2 separate regions of the Mus musculus genome follow, and region 1 is linked to region 2. A link is a contact called in public HiCAR-type data. All regions are on one chromosome and are shown on one strand. Each heading gives the region's core, a stretch centred on a gene start, on an enhancer-like site or on the middle of the called end of the contact. The rest is flanking DNA. Distances are from core to core; before and after follow the strand shown.

Region 1 (4,585 bases), core at 153-2,652, 2.9 Mb before region 2:
TTGAACTGCTGAGCCATCGCTCCAGCTCCTTTTGCTCCGCTATTTTTAATGACAGATTCCTAGGTCTAGTATCTCCAAGTCTACTTGGTTTTGAGTCTCAGTGGTTGGCAGAGTTGGGAATTAGACGCAGTGAGTGGCAGATCTTGATGGAGGGCAAGCCCCTTTCACTTTTGACTGTCTTATTAACAGCGCCGACTAGTGGCAACTGCAGCTTAGCCCATTTTTACAGCGTGTACGTGTTGCCCAAAGGCACACAAACTTGTTTCTCCAGCTAGACAACAACTCTATCTTCTACAAGAAAAAGGGGGGTAAAAAACTTTTGGAAATTTCATGGACAAAACTGACAGAGGGCACAGTATCAGTTTTAACTTAAGAATTCACAACTTTCTCTCAAAAACCTGTCTCCTAATACTGATTATTTCCTACTAGGGACTTGTTTAGTCAGTGACAACAAACACTTGGAAACAGCTTTTCACGGTTAAGCCTTTAATCCGTGGATTCGCATTTTTTAATATTTTATATTACAGGTAATGTCAGGTGGATTCCCCCCTCTCTTCGAAACCAACAAGATTTTGAAATCCCCAAACATAATCATGTATGCAAAGAGTTTGGGTTAAAGAATCTTTTTTTGGGGGGGAGGGGCGGTTAAAGAATCTTACAAGTGGCTAAAGAGCAGGCAATTGGAGCAGGGAGAGAAAATACGGTTTTTGCTGGCTCTTCATCCTTATTTCGGTTCCAGTGGTTTGGAGCACAAACGTTCTCACTTAATAACTTCTAGCCTAGCTTGCTTGTAACACCTACCATTCTTGATTTTCTTGCCCTTTTCCGACAAATAGTTATTACTTAAAAAGTGGAGGGGAGTGATAAATATAACACGTATGCCCACGTCCAAGGGAAATTTTAAACATTTAACGTCCAGCTCTTGGGCCGCTAGTTGGCTCAGCGAGTAAAGGAACCGGCTAACACGACCTGACTTTGATCCTGGGAGCTACGCGGCCATGAGGAGTATCGGCTCCGGCATTTTGTCATTTGACTTTGACATGCTCCCGCGCACACAATAAATGGAAAAAAAAAAGTCCCAAACTCCAGTTCTTTTGCTATGTGATCATAGATGGACATTCACATCCTTTCCCTTTAAACTCAAGGTTATTTTTGGTCACCGAGGCCGCTTATAATTCAAGGGTATCTTTGCGTGTACATCTTTATCCACATGTCCCACCTTCGGAGGGTATGGTGCAGGCTGTCGCGAGGCCGCCATCGCCGCGTGGTGGGTGAATGATGGGCCTCACGGCGTCCGGGAACCCACCCTCCACGCGGCAGCTCGGCCGCCATTGAGCGCGTTCTCCAAGACCCGGCACCTAGCGACAACTGCGCAGGCGCCAAAGCCTAACGCGCGGAAGCGGAAATCAGCGTTGGGCGCGCGGACGACTCAGCGGCCTGTAACCATGCGCGGCTTGGAGAAGCAGGGCTCGTGTGCTACGGCGGCCCCATGTGGGTGCGTTCAGCCGGCCCTGGAGGCAGGTAACGTTATGGAAAAAGGTGGCGCCGCACCCTAAGCTAGGCGGCCCGCTTCCCTGGCCAGAAGAACGCGAGCCACCTGACGTACATTCTTGTCCTTGCCGCCAAAGTAAGGGTCACGTGTCTCGACGACCACGTGACATGCTAAGGCTAACGGGAGTGACGTATTAGGATCTTGGTACACGGGGTGTGGTCTGGGCTTAGTTTCAGTACAGTAGCTGCGTCGGCCACGTGTGTAGTGTGGTCTTTTTCCGTAGGGGGTTACAGGAAGGTGGGATGTGTGTGACTGATGCCCTCATTTGGTCCAAGTTTCTTCGCCTTTAATCTTTTCCCACCAGTACATGGATGAGGATTTAAAAACAAAACCCCCAAACAAACAAAAACTATACAGTAGTAATTGTAAATATTCTTGGAGAAAACGTCAAAGTTGTCAGAAGCGCACACAATATAGATGGAGAGAGAAAGGCAGTTTATATAGATAATTTACAGGGTGGTGTCAGCTTTTATAGAATTCAAAATGTATTGTTTAGGCTCGAAAGTACATATGATAAGATCTCTTTCTGAAAGGAAGTAAACGATGATAAAGATCAGATTGCAGCTCCTGGAAGCAGTCGACAGAGATGCAAGAAGTGGCACTGAGGTCTTTGGAGTGGCTGGCAGGTGTATTATGCTTTAACTTACATACATACTATATGTGTATGTATGTATATATATATATATATATATATATATATATATATATATATATATATTCTTTTCCCCCCTCTGTATAAGAGTATTTTTGTCTCCACACTCCTACCCTGGAGACAGGATTTTTCTGTGAAGCCCCGGCTGGCCTGTGCTCACTCTGTAGACCAGGCTGTCCTCTTGTTGGTTTAGAGCTTTGAGGTAATGAATTAGAACCTCTAAGAATCTCCACTTTGTGCTGCCCTCTTCTTGTGGCAGGAAGGGTTCTGGGTATACCTGAGCTACACCTAAAGACTTTAAAAAAAAAAAAATTGTGTGTTCGTAGCTCTGGCTTACCTCCAACTCAGGGATCTGCCTGCCTCTGTCTCCCAAGGATTTAAAATAGGTCTAATACATCACAACAGTAAAAAGAGTTTGTATAAGCAAAAAGCAAGGAAACATATTGTGAGAGTTAGTGCTAGATCTTACTGGTTGTGCTAATAAGATATAATAGGATAGATAGGTTTGATGCAAATTAAATAAAATGGAGATCTGGAGTGTCCCTATAAAGAACATAAAAAGAAATAATTATAAATTATAGTTTATACTGCATAATATACAATCAACACATGTATTAATATAATTTATGAATTTTTATGACTATAAGTAAAAATTGAGGTGGGTATGCTGGTGCACAGTTGTGATCCCAGCAGTTAGGGGATGGGGCTAATGCTGGAGGTGTATACGTTTGAGGCTGGCATGAGTTACATAGCAGGACTTTATTTAAACATGATTTTAATAGTTGTGTTGTACCTAGATTTTAGAACTATGAAGTCAATACTGAGAGGAAAACATGTTTTCTTACCTCTTGGACCCTTTGAGTAATGATTCTCATCCAGTTTTCTTCCATAGGGAATCTTTTAACTGAGCCAATAGGGTACTTGGAATCATGTTTCCCAGCCAAGATTGGCACTCCAAGGCAGCCATCCATCTGTAGCCACTCCAGAGCCTGTTTGAAGATCAGAAAGAACATCTTTAATAACCCTGAGCATTCCTTGATGGGCCTAGAAGAGTTTTCTCATGTTTGGTAAGTCGTTTTCTGGTTAGAAGTGGCAGCTCGGGCCCTGAGAGAGTGTGACAAATGAAGGCAGCTTTGAGGTTTGTCAGCTATACCACCCTCGTCTATATATATGGATTATGTATGGATTCCCATATTCAATTTGTGCATTTGATTGTTTGCATACTTGGACACCATTAGGAATTTGTGATTCACTGACGGAACATGTTTTAATACTGCTTGTTTTAATTATGACGTCTCTCTTCTGTTTAGCTTTAACTAAACACCTCCTTGATTCTGCCTGTGGGTCATTATGCTGGTCTCTAGAACAAGACTCAGCAGACTGTGGTCTGTGGACGACACATGGTCTATTGCTTACATTATACATTTATGGGATCACAGCTGTGCCGACTGTAGCAGCATTCTGTGTATTTTCTGTGGCATACCTATTGGTTTACGTATTGTGTGTGGCTACCAGTGTAAAACTCTGCTCCATTTGCAGAATAGTTGAAACAGTGACTGGCTGGCCACAAATCCTAAAATATTAATCATTCGACCTTTTACAGAAGAAGTTCATGGGCCTTGTTGTAGGCCCTTGAAGAATTCTGTGTACTCTTCCTAAAAGACAAAAAAAAAAGCCTTAGAAATTTGGATACTTCTTGCTGTCATCAGGAATTCTGTTTCTGTCCATGTTTACCTTGTCACAGGGAAGTACAGTGCTGTTTTTAGTTTATCTTCTTAATTACTATTGGCTCATGCTAGCTGTTTGATGGCTCCTGTGTAAGTTGCATGTTCTTGTTCTTTGCTGTGAGTCCTTTGAGTTGAGTTCTTGGTGACTTATGTGAGGATGACTTATATATCGTCAATATTGGCTGACTCACTGTGTATAGTGAACATTTCCTAGACCTGAATTTAATGGTTTAATGAATTCAGCACTGTTACTGTTTTCCCTCATGCTTCTGGCTTTCATATTCTGTTTAGAAAGGCCTCTGTTAAGTTGAACTTTTCTGAACTTCAATTTCTTTACCCTTAGAGTGAGGGCTAAGTTGTACTTCCTATTGCTAAGGTACAAAATGGGTATGAAAATGTCTAGTATACTACATGGAAACAGCAGCCACTTAGAAGCAGTGTGTCAAGTCTGTTAAGTTCCTACTGTATGCCGGTCATTGTGTTGGGTACAAAGAATGTGGAGGTGAAGGGGGGAGGGCCTATTTTCTTTTGACTGATAACCTTAATAAGAACTGTTCTTCCTGTTCATTAGTGGGAGATCACAGTCCCTTCTCAAATCATTATACAAAAATAATTTGTCCCTTTGTTAAATAAGTGTTTTGGTTTGTTTTCAAT
Region 2 (4,901 bases), core at 762-3,261:
GCCAGCTGTTGTGTCAGCTGCACCAGCTGTTGCTCTGGGAGTGAGGGAAAGGGCATGGTTACTCCTGCAGTCCCCTGATCTACTCCATCGCCAGAAACCACCACTAAATGCTCAACCCACCTGACTGCGAGGATTTCTTCTTGTTTTTTTCCTCTCTGAGAACAGCAGCCTCATCTGGGCCCTGTTGTGGAAGCAGATAAAGACAAGGCTGCAGCAAAGGCCCCAGCACCTCAGAGCCAGTGAAGAGAGGAGCCATAGAGAAAGCTCTGGGCATCCACCTCAGAGAATCCCAGTTGTCTCTAGTCCAGCTGCTTACCCAGAACATGAAGTGAAACGTCAGGATGCCCACACATGGCCAGACTGCTAAAGCACTCCTGGGAATGTGAAACTCTCCAGTAGGGACGGGAAGATTGCTCTTACCCCAGCCTTCTTATTTAGCATCCCTATACCTCGCTGCCTTTGAGGTAGAGTCTTGCTAAATTGTCCAGATGGGCCTTGCACTTACAATCCTCCCTCATAGTAGTTGGAATAATAGGACTGTGTCACCAGTTCCTGTACCCTCAGTCTTTGCTGGTGAAAAAAAAAATCTCCAATCTGTTCAATTCACATTATCCCATTACAGATTAAAAATCTAAAACAAAACAAAACAAAAAACCCAACAACAAAAAGTCTATATAGTGCTCTTTGCTCTAAAAGGCAGTGCCCTATGGTTTATTTTTAGGATACAATTCTCCCAGTGCTCTGATAGGTAGATAAAGCACAAGCCTCCTTCAGAACCTTTAATTGGAAAGTGGGTTATCATAACACCGTGAAACTGTCAGCCGCCATGCCTACCTCTCTTCCACGGGTCCCGCTCCTCTTCTCAACTGCTTATGTATTCTTCTCCATGCATAAGACAGAAATACTGGTCTCGAACTCACAAGAGCTGTTCCTGCCTCTGTCTCCCCTGAATGCTGGGATTAAAGGCGTCTAACACTACGCCTGGGTAGAATTTATTAATCTATCTTTAAACTCCAATCTTCATCCTAGCCTGTCAAGTCTGCCTGGCTCTTTAATCTCATCTAGTTTTATGTTACTAATTAGTTCAGCCTCTATTCCCCTGTGCAAGTAATTGACCAGAGTTGAAGATAAAGCACTGGGTGGTAGGTTCCACTTTCCATGTCAACAGTTTCAAAGTAATCAGAATGTACAGTCAGTTCACATTTCAGGGTTTCCTTCCTAAGGAGAGCACGAAACGGCTTGGTGTCTGGTCCACTAGACACTCTGTTGCTGCCGCGATTAACTCCTTGGGCCAAGGTTGGAGCCTCAGCAGCAACTTCTTTTTTTGCATACTGACACTAGTTGGGTTAAAACCCCACTTACATCAGACACTAAGTGGATGAGCTCCAGATTGAAAATCGATCGTCACTGGAGAGAGGAGTAAAAGTAACGGTTTCTACAATTTCTCAGCCCCCTACATCCATTATCTCTCTGGATCCTCGAATGCCCCAATAATGTGGAAAAACCAAGGAACGAGCCTTCATTTTACAGGTAGCCGGGAAGCGGTTGTTCTTGGTACTGTAGCGGCCCCAGGAGATTAAGGCCCAGGGCTCCCACAACCCACCGCCATACCGCACCTGCAAACACTTGAACAGCACAAAAGCCACGACGGCCGCGGTGTACAGAGCGCCCAAAGACAGCGATCCGGCCCGGGCTCGCTCGCGCTGATCCTTGGGTGGCGGCTGCCGCCGAGGTTCGGTGGTTCCCGGACTGACCTGGGAGCCCCGTTCTGTGGATTAAAGCCATCGGTCAGTTTCTACTAGGCAGTCCCAGCCTCCCTCCAGCAGCTCTCGCAGGTACCTGGGTGTGCCCCCAGATCGGCGCTGGGGCGCTCCCCAAGGACTCCAAAAGGCGCAGACACAAGCAGCAGCCCCAGAATACTCAACACGGGGCCAGCGCCCTCCATGCCTGGCCCACCAGAATCGCACGCCGGGTACCCCGCGTTCCAGCGCTGGGCCTCCGGCCGTAGTGCGCACGCGCAGGAGACCACGCCTACATCGGGGGGGCTGAGTCCCTTAAGGCGGCCACGCCCATCTCAGGATGGGTTTAAGCAATATTTGCATAAACCACGCCCACCTAGCGTTCCTACATTAATTAATGACCTATCTATTTATAGCTTTCTTAAACAATTATGTCTCCAGAATCTTTCAGGATAAAGTATCATGCCTAAAACAATGGCTCATTGTTTTTCTACCTAGAGAGACCAATTTTCTCACCATAACCAAAAAATTAAGCCTGTTGTAGAGTCATAAATTAGTCGCGCCTAGAAGCTAAGGCAGCTCGCTCTGAAGGCCTGTTTCCTAGGCTACATACGAGGGACATGTTCCTTATCCTTTCGCCTAGGGGAAAGTCCCCGGACCACGGGCAGAGAGTGCCGCGTGCACACGCGCGTAGACTTCCCCCGCAAGTCACTGTTAGCCCGCCAAGAAGCGACCCCTCCGGGGCGAGCTGAGCGGCGTGCAGCGGGGCGTCATCCGTCAGCTCACATAGTGACGCAGGCAGTGCGACCTGGCTCGCACCAACCACACGGGGCTCATTCTCAGCGCGGCTACACTTTTATTTATTTATTTTTGTTTGTTTGTATTTTGGTTTTTTGACAGGGTTTCTCTGTGTAGCCCTGGCTGTCCTGGCACTCACTTTGTAGACCAGGCTGGCCTCGAACTCAGAAATCCTCCTGCCTCTGCCTCCCGAGTGCTGGGATTAAAGGCGTGCGCCACCACGCCCGGCCACTTTTATTTCTATACAACCTTCAGAGCCAGATGTGAATGTACTAATTAGGAAATCAAGGTCACCCTTTCCTAAGAAAAGAAGAAAGAAAACGGAGACAAATCTGAATTCCTAATTTATTCTTTAATAGCTGTAATTCTTTTTTTAGACTGCTAGTCCAAAGAGAGCAAGACTGTGGGTTTTGCTTTTTTGTTTTTTTCCATTTTACTGTCCGAGCCTAGTCACTTGTTGCTAGGGGAACTTGAGGAAGTGAATGAAATTAATGAATGAATGTTCACAGCGACTCAAAAGGCAAATATACAACTAGGTCCTTCTGGGTCTCATGTAACCTGGGCTGGCTTCATTCTCATGTAGCTGGAGCTGGCCTAGAACTCCTAACCCTCCTGCTTCCATTTCTCAAATGCTGGGATTATGTAGTAGCAAGCACATAAGATTCACAGAGCTGCCAGATGTGGCACCACACTCCTTTAATCCCAGCAGTGGGGAGACAAAAGCAGACAGATCTCTATGAGTTCAAGGCCTGGTCTACATAGTGAGACCCTCTCTCAAAACCGAACAAAAGGAATGAAGACTGAAGTGTGGACACTATGCCCCTCCTTAGATTTGGGAACAAAACACCCATGGAAGGAGTTACAGAGACAAAGTTTGGAGCTGAGATGAAAGGATGGACCATGTAGAGACTGCCATATCCAGGGATCCACCCCATAATCAGCATCCAAACGCTGACACCATTGCATACACTAGCAAGATTTTATTGAAAGGACCCAGATGTAGCTGTCTCTTGTGAGACTATGCCGGGGCCTAGCAAACACAGAAGTGGATGCTCACAGTCAGCTAATGGATGGATCATAGGGCTCCCAATGGAGGAGCTAGAGAAAGTAGCCAAGGAGCTAAAGGGATCTGCAACCCTATAGGTGGAACAACATTATGAACTAACCAGTACCCCGGAGCTCTTGACTCTAGCTGCATATATATCAAAAGATGGCCTAGTCGGCCATCACTGGAAAGAGAGGCCCATTGGACTTGCAAACTTTATATGCCCCAGTACAGGGGAACACCAGGGCCAAAAAGGGGGAGTGGGTGGGCAGGGGAGTGGGGGTGGGTGGATATGGGGGACTTTTGGTATAGCATTGGAAATGTAAATGAGCTAAATACCTAATAAAAAATGGAAAAAAAAAAAAAGAAAAGAAAACAAAAACAAAAACAAAAAAAAAAAAAAAAACGAACAAAAGACCAAGACAGGGTGTTACATTGTCTGCTCTAAGCTGTGTTGTTTGAGACAGTCTCAGTAGCCCAAGATCCTTCTGAGATAATCTCTGGAGTGCTGGGGTTGCTAGAGATGCAGCCAGCATGTACCTCTCTCCCTGTTATCTTTTACCTCTGCTACATCTTCAGAGGGCCATCTTCAGATCAATAGCTCTCGGAATGAAGAAACACGTTCCATTTGCATCTCGGTCTCCAGGACTTGGCAATCACCAGGCATGAGGCACACGAGTGTTAAATAAATGAATAAACCATGAGAGTCTTATCTTGTTTTCCCAGAGAGGGGGGCATAAGGACAGGGCAGGGCAGGGCAGGGCAACAGGAGTTGTTAAAGTCTGATTGCTCCAAGGCAGCTTGGATGGGAAAGAAGAGAGGTACAAACCTGGAGTGGCTGCCAGCTGGCATAGTGTGTGTAGATAAATTCAGGTTCATTCTAATGGGACAAATGACTCACTGATGGCTGGCTTTTTGTTTTGGGAGTTTTGAGTCAGGTAGTCCAGGTTGACCTCAGAACTCTTTGTGTATATGGTCAAGTACGCTCTAGAACTTCTGAAACGCCTGCTTTTTCTTCCTGTACACTGGGACTCTAAGTGTGTGCCACCAAACCTGGTCTCCAGAATAAGGTTTTGTTGTTTCATTTTGATGGTACGGGGTCGGGGTGTGTAGGCTCCCCCAGCCTGAAGCGGGTTGGTACAAATCTTGTCACCATTGAGGTGGGGCCACCTGTGGTGCAGCTTTCCACCCCCTTATAAACACGGTTTCTTAATAAACTCATGGGCCTTGATCAAAACCTTTGTCTTGGCTCCATTATTTCTCTCGACCATCTAGTTTCTCTCTTTTCAGCCCCAGCCTGCCTCCCAAGAGTACCCCAG

Evidence for each region. HiCAR-type assays count read pairs that join an accessible place to other places.
Region 1: a contact with region 2 is called in a HiCAR-type map of astrocytes, with 3 times the contacts expected there. The contact joins the promoter of Trmo here to the promoter of Ccdc107 in region 2. A contact is called at or near these places in 2 of 115 datasets of contacts at active chromatin or transcription factors (astrocytes and extraembryonic endoderm stem cells).

The regions. Positions count from the first base shown.
Region 1 is chr4:46,386,254-46,390,838 of GRCm38.p6, reverse strand. It overlaps Trmo (tRNA methyltransferase O), which reads left to right and starts at 1,402. Exons shown (of 5, transcript NM_001347095.1): 1 at 1,402-1,521; 2 at 3,097-3,271. The coding sequence starts at 1,446.
Region 2 is chr4:43,490,475-43,495,375 of GRCm38.p6, reverse strand. It overlaps Ccdc107 (coiled-coil domain containing 107), which reads right to left and starts at 2,011. Exons shown (of 6, transcript NM_001037913.2): 1 at 1,840-2,011; 2 at 1,617-1,768; 3 at 121-181; 4 at 1-34. The coding sequence starts at 1,945. It also overlaps Rmrp.